Linked DNA regions of Mus musculus: region 1 is linked to region 2. The links are chromatin contacts, called in public HiChIP or PLAC-seq maps. All regions are on one chromosome and are shown on one strand. The core of a region is the stretch at or near the end of the contact, and the rest is flanking DNA. Distances in the headings are between cores, read along the strand shown. Region 1 has its middle 11 kb from the start of Gm36164. Region 2 overlaps Btd (biotinidase).

The links. HiChIP or PLAC-seq counts read pairs in DNA pulled down with a chosen protein or histone mark.
Region 1: a FOXA1 HiChIP or PLAC-seq map of pancreatic cancer cells shows a contact between it and region 2. The contact joins two enhancer-like sites. A contact is called at or near these places in 3 of 115 datasets of contacts at active chromatin or transcription factors (differentiating embryonic stem cells, embryonic stem cells and pancreatic cancer cells).

The regions. Positions count from the first base shown.
Region 1 is chr14:31,900,761-31,903,929 of GRCm38.p6, reverse strand. No RefSeq gene overlaps it. Among named protein-coding and RNA genes, the nearest start is that of Gm36164, 11 kb to the left of the region's middle. Within about 2 kb of position 1,814, at least 28 of the 459 cell types and tissues checked have an H3K27ac peak or open chromatin away from gene starts, as enhancers often do. A contact at or near this core is called in pancreatic cancer cells, where this site is marked.
Region 2 is chr14:31,667,898-31,670,842 of GRCm38.p6, reverse strand. It overlaps Btd (biotinidase), which reads right to left. Exons shown (of 4, transcript NM_025295.4): 4 at 2,646-2,945. The coding sequence ends at 2,930. Among named protein-coding and RNA genes, the nearest start is that of Btd, 28 kb to the right of the region's middle. Within about 2 kb of position 1,327, at least 277 of the 459 cell types and tissues checked have an H3K27ac peak or open chromatin away from gene starts, as enhancers often do. A contact at or near this core is called in pancreatic cancer cells, where this site is marked.

The sequences.
Region 1 (3,169 bases), core at 565-3,064, 230 kb before region 2:
GAGCCCATGTCCATTGTGCTTGTTAACTCAATGCCTGCTTCTGTGAAGAAACTATCTAAGGAAAAGGAAAGGGAAATGAGCAGAGACTCCTTGTCCTGGATTGAAACCCTGAGCCCAATTTAGTCACAACACAGTGACCCAGAAAACACAGCAAGATCGTCCAAACTGCACGGAAACCCCCCCTGCCCAGTCAAGCTAGTCTTTCATACATTCAGTGGAGAAAATGTACTTTGGGCATCTCCGTATGTGTGCATGCAGAGGAATGTTTGTCTGTCTTAAGGAGGAAAGTCAACAAATTAAGTTCTTGTAACAATTTTTAATAAGGCATTGTGAACAAATGTTGACTTTGCTAGTCCACAAATTGTACCTCCTATTGATTGAAACACTAAGACACCGGATGATGTTGCTCTTGCCATCAATATTTGCTGTATGCATTGGGTTCATCAGAGAGGCAGAACCAACAGAAAATACACGTGTACTCTGTATGTTGTGAATGGAGATTATAGGAAGCAGCTCCTGTAATTACAGAGGCTGAGCTATCTGCTGTCCACAGCTGGATACCCAAGGGTACCACTATCCACAGGCAAGATGCTGTTCAGCTCACAAAGGCAGTGCAAGCCCCACCCGATTCAGGTTTTACTGTACGTGGGACCTCAGTGGAAGGAGAAATGCTTACCCAGCCTGGGGAAGACCATCTGCTTTAGGCATTTCACCAATTTAGATGCTAATCTCTTCTGTAAACACTTTCACAGGCAGGTTCAGATATAAAGTTTTACCAAAGTCGGTGCCTCCCTTAGTCCAGTCAAACTGATACCTAAAGTTAACTATCACATCATGGAAGAGTGTTTTGCATGAATTTATCTGTGAGTACCCCGGAACGTAGGTTTTTCCATAATACAAGCAGACCTAGCAACCCAATATCACTTAAAAGCAACGTAAATCTCATTGACTTGCAGTGGGGGCACCTAACCATCAAGGTTCCCAGAGCTGAATCCTAAGGCGGATGGACCGCACCAACTCTAATCCACACCTCATTATTTTAGAGAATGAACAAGAGGATGGACACGGGTATTAAAGCAATGTTTGCTGAGGGGACAAAAGGCAAGGAGAGTTTCTTTTCATTTCGATAAATCACAAACTTTGCATTCTAAATAAAACAACAAAATTAGTCTCAGTTATAAGAGCTCTTCTGCGGATATTTCAACCCAGCATCGATAAAGTTGGAGACCGCCACAGCTATGGGCTCTGCATTCTTGGCACAAAGTACTCATCTTTGAGAGCAAAAACAAAACAAAACAAAACACAAACAAACAAACCTCAGTATTAGAACTCACACAGGAGAATAGAATACCTGTTAAAACTTAAGTGTGGCAAGCTAGCAAGTGGGCTCAGAGGGAAAAGGTGCTTGCTGCCAAGGCTGTGACTTGAGTTTGATACTCAGGACCCCACATGTTGGAAAAGGAGAACAGACTCAGGCCCAGTCAGTTTGGCCTCTACATGGCCCCCAAGGCACCTGCATGCCCTTCACACTCATATAAAGAAGGTAATATTAATTCTATTGTGTTGTTTTTATTGTGTTGATAATAGTTAACATTTGCCAGACACCAGACACTGGGATGACACAGAGGGCCTATGCAGTCTTCAGTTCCCTTGGCTAGCTCCAGGGTCTCCTGTTCATTTTAGTATTTCCAGATCCTAAGGGCTTCTTGATTAAAAAAACAAAACAAAACAAAACAAAGAAAAGCACGAATAAGGATGAATGACTCAGTGAGTGTGGCTGAGTCACACAGAAGTTTCAATGTCCTTTGTGCCTGCAGCCAGAGAAAACACGGGCTGTTTGTCTTAAGTGCCACGAGTGCTAATGACAACCTGGAGCCACTTGTCTTGGCTCAAGTGAACTACATGATAATTAAAATTCCAGGAGCCCTGCCAATTTGCTGTTGAATGGAGTCATAATTAAAACCCAAATGATCTTAGCTTATACCTAGAAATTGTATTAAAAATTAAAGTAAAGGCACGAGGGATGTAGCTCAGTTGGTAGATGGCTTGTCTGGCTCGCACAAAACCCTGGGTTCAGTCTTCAATACAGCATAAACCAGGCATAGCATTATACACCGTTAACCTAGAAGTGAGGAAATAAAGGCAGAGATCAGGAATCCAAGGTCACCCTTAGCTACAAAGTGAGTTCAAGCCAGCCTGGAATATGTGAGACACACACCACCCATTAAAATGAAAAGAAAAGTTAAAGTTAGCAAGCATTCAAGATGTTTTGCGTCCCGATTATTTTACTTCAGTTAGCAATGATCACCAGTCTTATGTTGTTTCATAGATACCAAATCCGGGTGGTGGGGACCCGTGTAGTGGTGCACACCTGTGTGTGACTCCCAGAACCACTCTCAGGGAAGTGATGCCACTGACAGTGGGAAACCAGCCATGGGAAAGGATTCACACTCTACAAATGAGCAACTTCCATAGATCGAGTCCCCCCTCCCCAGAGCCTGCCATTAAACATTTGGCAGCATGATACTGGCTACAACATATTTTGCACACGATCCTCCAGGTAGCTGCATTCTTACTGGGAAAGAAAGCTCACACCCCATCCTTCCAGACTCAGCAGCTTCTTCTGTGTTACTGAATTAACTGTGTCCCTTTCTTTCCCACCCATGCCTGGATGGTGTGCAGAGAGTTAGCCTGCACGGCAGTCATGAGAGTGGATTCCACCTCAGCACCCGTGACTCCTCCCCCGGCCCCACACCGGGCATCTTCTTCCTCTGGGTTCCAGGAAAAAAAGGTTAGGTGTATGAAGAATCACTCATTATGTCGGAACTGAGGCCCAACTGAACTCACTGTAAAATGTGTGCCTATAAATGAAGTACAGGTTCAGGGTTCCCCAACCTTAAAGAAACAGGGAAGATGGCCATACCAGCAAAGAGAAATAAACCAGGCCTGGAAAGGCAAACATCATAGGTTTGATCTCATAAGCAGAATGAGAGTAAATTTATCTATAAATGACGCGAAGATAGGAGGATGCTATTTGGGGAAAGAAGAGACCAATGGGAAAAGAGAGACGGTAACAGGTGAAGGTGAGCAAAGTATATAATATATACATATGAAAGGCACGTGATTTTGTAAGCTAGCTAAAAATAAATTTTAAAAATGAAGTAATTAA
Region 2 (2,945 bases), core at 78-2,577:
GGTGTATGTTTATGGTGTATGTTTTTGCGGCAAGAGCTCACTTGACCCAGGAAGGCCAGATTCTCAATGTCTTCTGCCTCAGCCTCCTGAAGGCTGGGATCTCAGGTGTGTGCCTGGATGGTATAAACCCAGCTATCTTGTACATTTTTAACTGCTGTGACTTTATTTTGTCATATATAGACCCTGAATGTTGGATGTTGAAAATCCATGTTTGTCTTGAGGTCATTTAGGCAGTTCTAACCCTCAGCAGGAACTAGAGGGGTGGCTCTCTGCCATCCCTCTACATGGAATTTTTACACCAGGTTACCTCTCATGACAGCCGGCCCTCTGGCTGACTAGTCTTAGGTCTTGTGCCTGCCTGGCCAGTGGGTTTCAGCTAAGGGGTATCTCTCTGGTGCCTCCAGCAAAGTCCTGGTCCTTACTAATACTCTGGCAGCTGAGTTAAAATCCATTTGGCGTTTATTTGAAAGCTATTATTGACTTGGAGACTTGTTACAACATCCATAGTTAACCATCACCGTCCACGCTGTCTCACCCATGAAGGGGTCACCACGTGGATCTTCTTCGGTGATCGCAGCGGGCATGTCTGCGCCTGTGGAACCGGGCCAGTCTTCCAGAAGGCTGTTGTTGGTCTTTTGTTTGTTTGTTTGCTTTTGGTTTTTTTCCTTCTTTGGCATACAGATGTTAAGCTCACTGAATATATCTCATTATGCCCTAACTTCCTTTGTGAGAAAAACCACAGCCAGGCACAACTGTGCCTACAGAAGAGCCCACACAGACTAAGCCACTTCCCCCAAGTCTGTTTCCACCAAAAATACCCTTGGCTTCCTGCCTCCATGCTGTGGTCAGAACGCCTTTTGCTTCCTGAACTTGAGAGCCATAGTTAACGAAAGCATAGCGCAGTCATTAGTCATTGGCATATTTCCTCCTACAATGGCTGGTTTCGTTCATTTTCCTATCCTTTGTTCTGCCATCTGGCAACTTCCTTTCACTGTAAGAGTCCCTTTGTCCGACCCCCATTATTTGCTGTTGCCCTTATGTCTGCAGGAGCAATTCATTCTTAATTGTCATTAGTGGTCTGGGGCTAGTCAGCAGGGACAAATGAAGATCTGACAGGTGCCCAGTACTGTCACATACTGGGAGGCCTGGATGGAGCGGCTCTGCACTCAGGACAAGCCTTCCTGTGCCTGCTTCTCCTGTGGGTTTGGGTTGTCTTGGGATGAAGTAGCAAGATGCATTTTAAAAAGACTGTCTGTCTCTCGAGGTTTGGGGGCAGGGAAGCAGTGTGGACTGTGGACAGCCACATCTGGAGCTGCATCCAGCCTGCCAGCTCCCGCCTGCTGGAGAAGTCTGCACTGGGAGGGCAGGCAGGCACTGTCATCTGGTGGGAGAGGTCCTGCACCATCCCGGGGGGGGATTCCCAGGGCGAAGGAATCCCAGAATTTCCTGAGGGATTGAGCTGTTCATTTCCTCAAGACTTGACTCATCCCGAGCCTTTGCAAGCGATGAGTCAACCCGGGCTGGCGCCACCAGTGCCTTTTGCTTTTGGCATGACGCCTGTGCTTGCCCCACCCGAAGGTTTAAACCCACCGTTGAGGCCACGCTTGTAAGAGCTGTCCTTTGGAATCCAGGGTACATGCTCAGTTGCCCTGCCAAGGACCAGAATAGGGACGTTCCTGCCAGAGAACGGGACGAGGTCAGTTTCCTCTCATACAGTTTGGTGATTTTGTTGTTGCTGTTTTGGGACCGGAACTCACTATGTATCCCTGGCTGCGCTGGAACAGAAATCTGCCTGCCTCTACCTCCTTCTCACAAATACACTCCATGGCACACACACACAGATTTTAAAAGGCATTAAATAGCAGCAACATTAAGAGGCAAATATCAGAAGACTATCCATTCTGCACTTTATAAAAAAATTATAATGGAAACTATTACTCTGCACAGGTCTAACACCTTCATTGGATGCAAATTAGAAACCAGTGGCCTATAAATGCCTTCACTGTCCTGACCATGTCTGTCAGTTTCTAGTTTGGAACTGGTACTGTGGGCAGCCCTTGCCCTGCGCTTTCGTGGGGTCTTGGAAAAGATCTGCTGCTGTTGGGCTAAGCAAAAGTGTGTGCCGGCGACACAGTGGAGACCTCTTTAACACAAATTTAAGTAAACCAGCGTCACTGTATCCACACAGTTGAGCAAAGCTAAACCGATGTATGGAAGTCTCTGGAATCCCTGGATGAGACATCTCAGACAGAATAATTCTTTTACTCATGTTTTCCTAGGTTCGCCTTGCTCAATGCTTCCCAGCCCCTCCCTCCGTCCCTAGCTCGGCGCTCCCCAGTTATTCCGAGGCCCACCCACACACCCATCCACTGACAGCAAGGCAGATGCAAGTCGGGCCTTTCTTCTATTTTGAAGAGCTGTTCCTAGGACTGCATTTCTGACACCGCTGGTGGCTCGGGCATTGCCACCTCATCTGGAAGTTCCTGTTGGCCAGAATAGGGACAGTCACCGAGCAGCCTTTTGTACAGCATTGCTTGGAGAGTGTGTTTCTTAGCACAGAAAGTGATCGGGCTTGGGGGATATCATTGCGGTGTCACTAGATCAACAGTGAAAGATACAAAACAAAGAAAAAAACCCAGCCAGTATTCTGCGGATTTGTAAAATAGCAACTGAGGTTTATTTTCTGGCTTCAAATTTAAAACCAATTGTGTAGTGGGAAGAGGGTGTGGCCTGACAGACTAAAGTGAATAGAAAATACCAGAAAATGTCTCAGTCATTATGTAGAAAGGAAGGAACTGCCCCTCCCATTTTCTTACGGCTCCCCAGGGTGGGAGCCAGTGCCACAAGGGTGGCTTTCCCAGCACTTGGGATCTGTGGCCCTGGAAAGGCAGGTCGTCCCCCAGAGCCCACCCCGCTGACCACAGTTTTCCTACTTCCTCTCATAC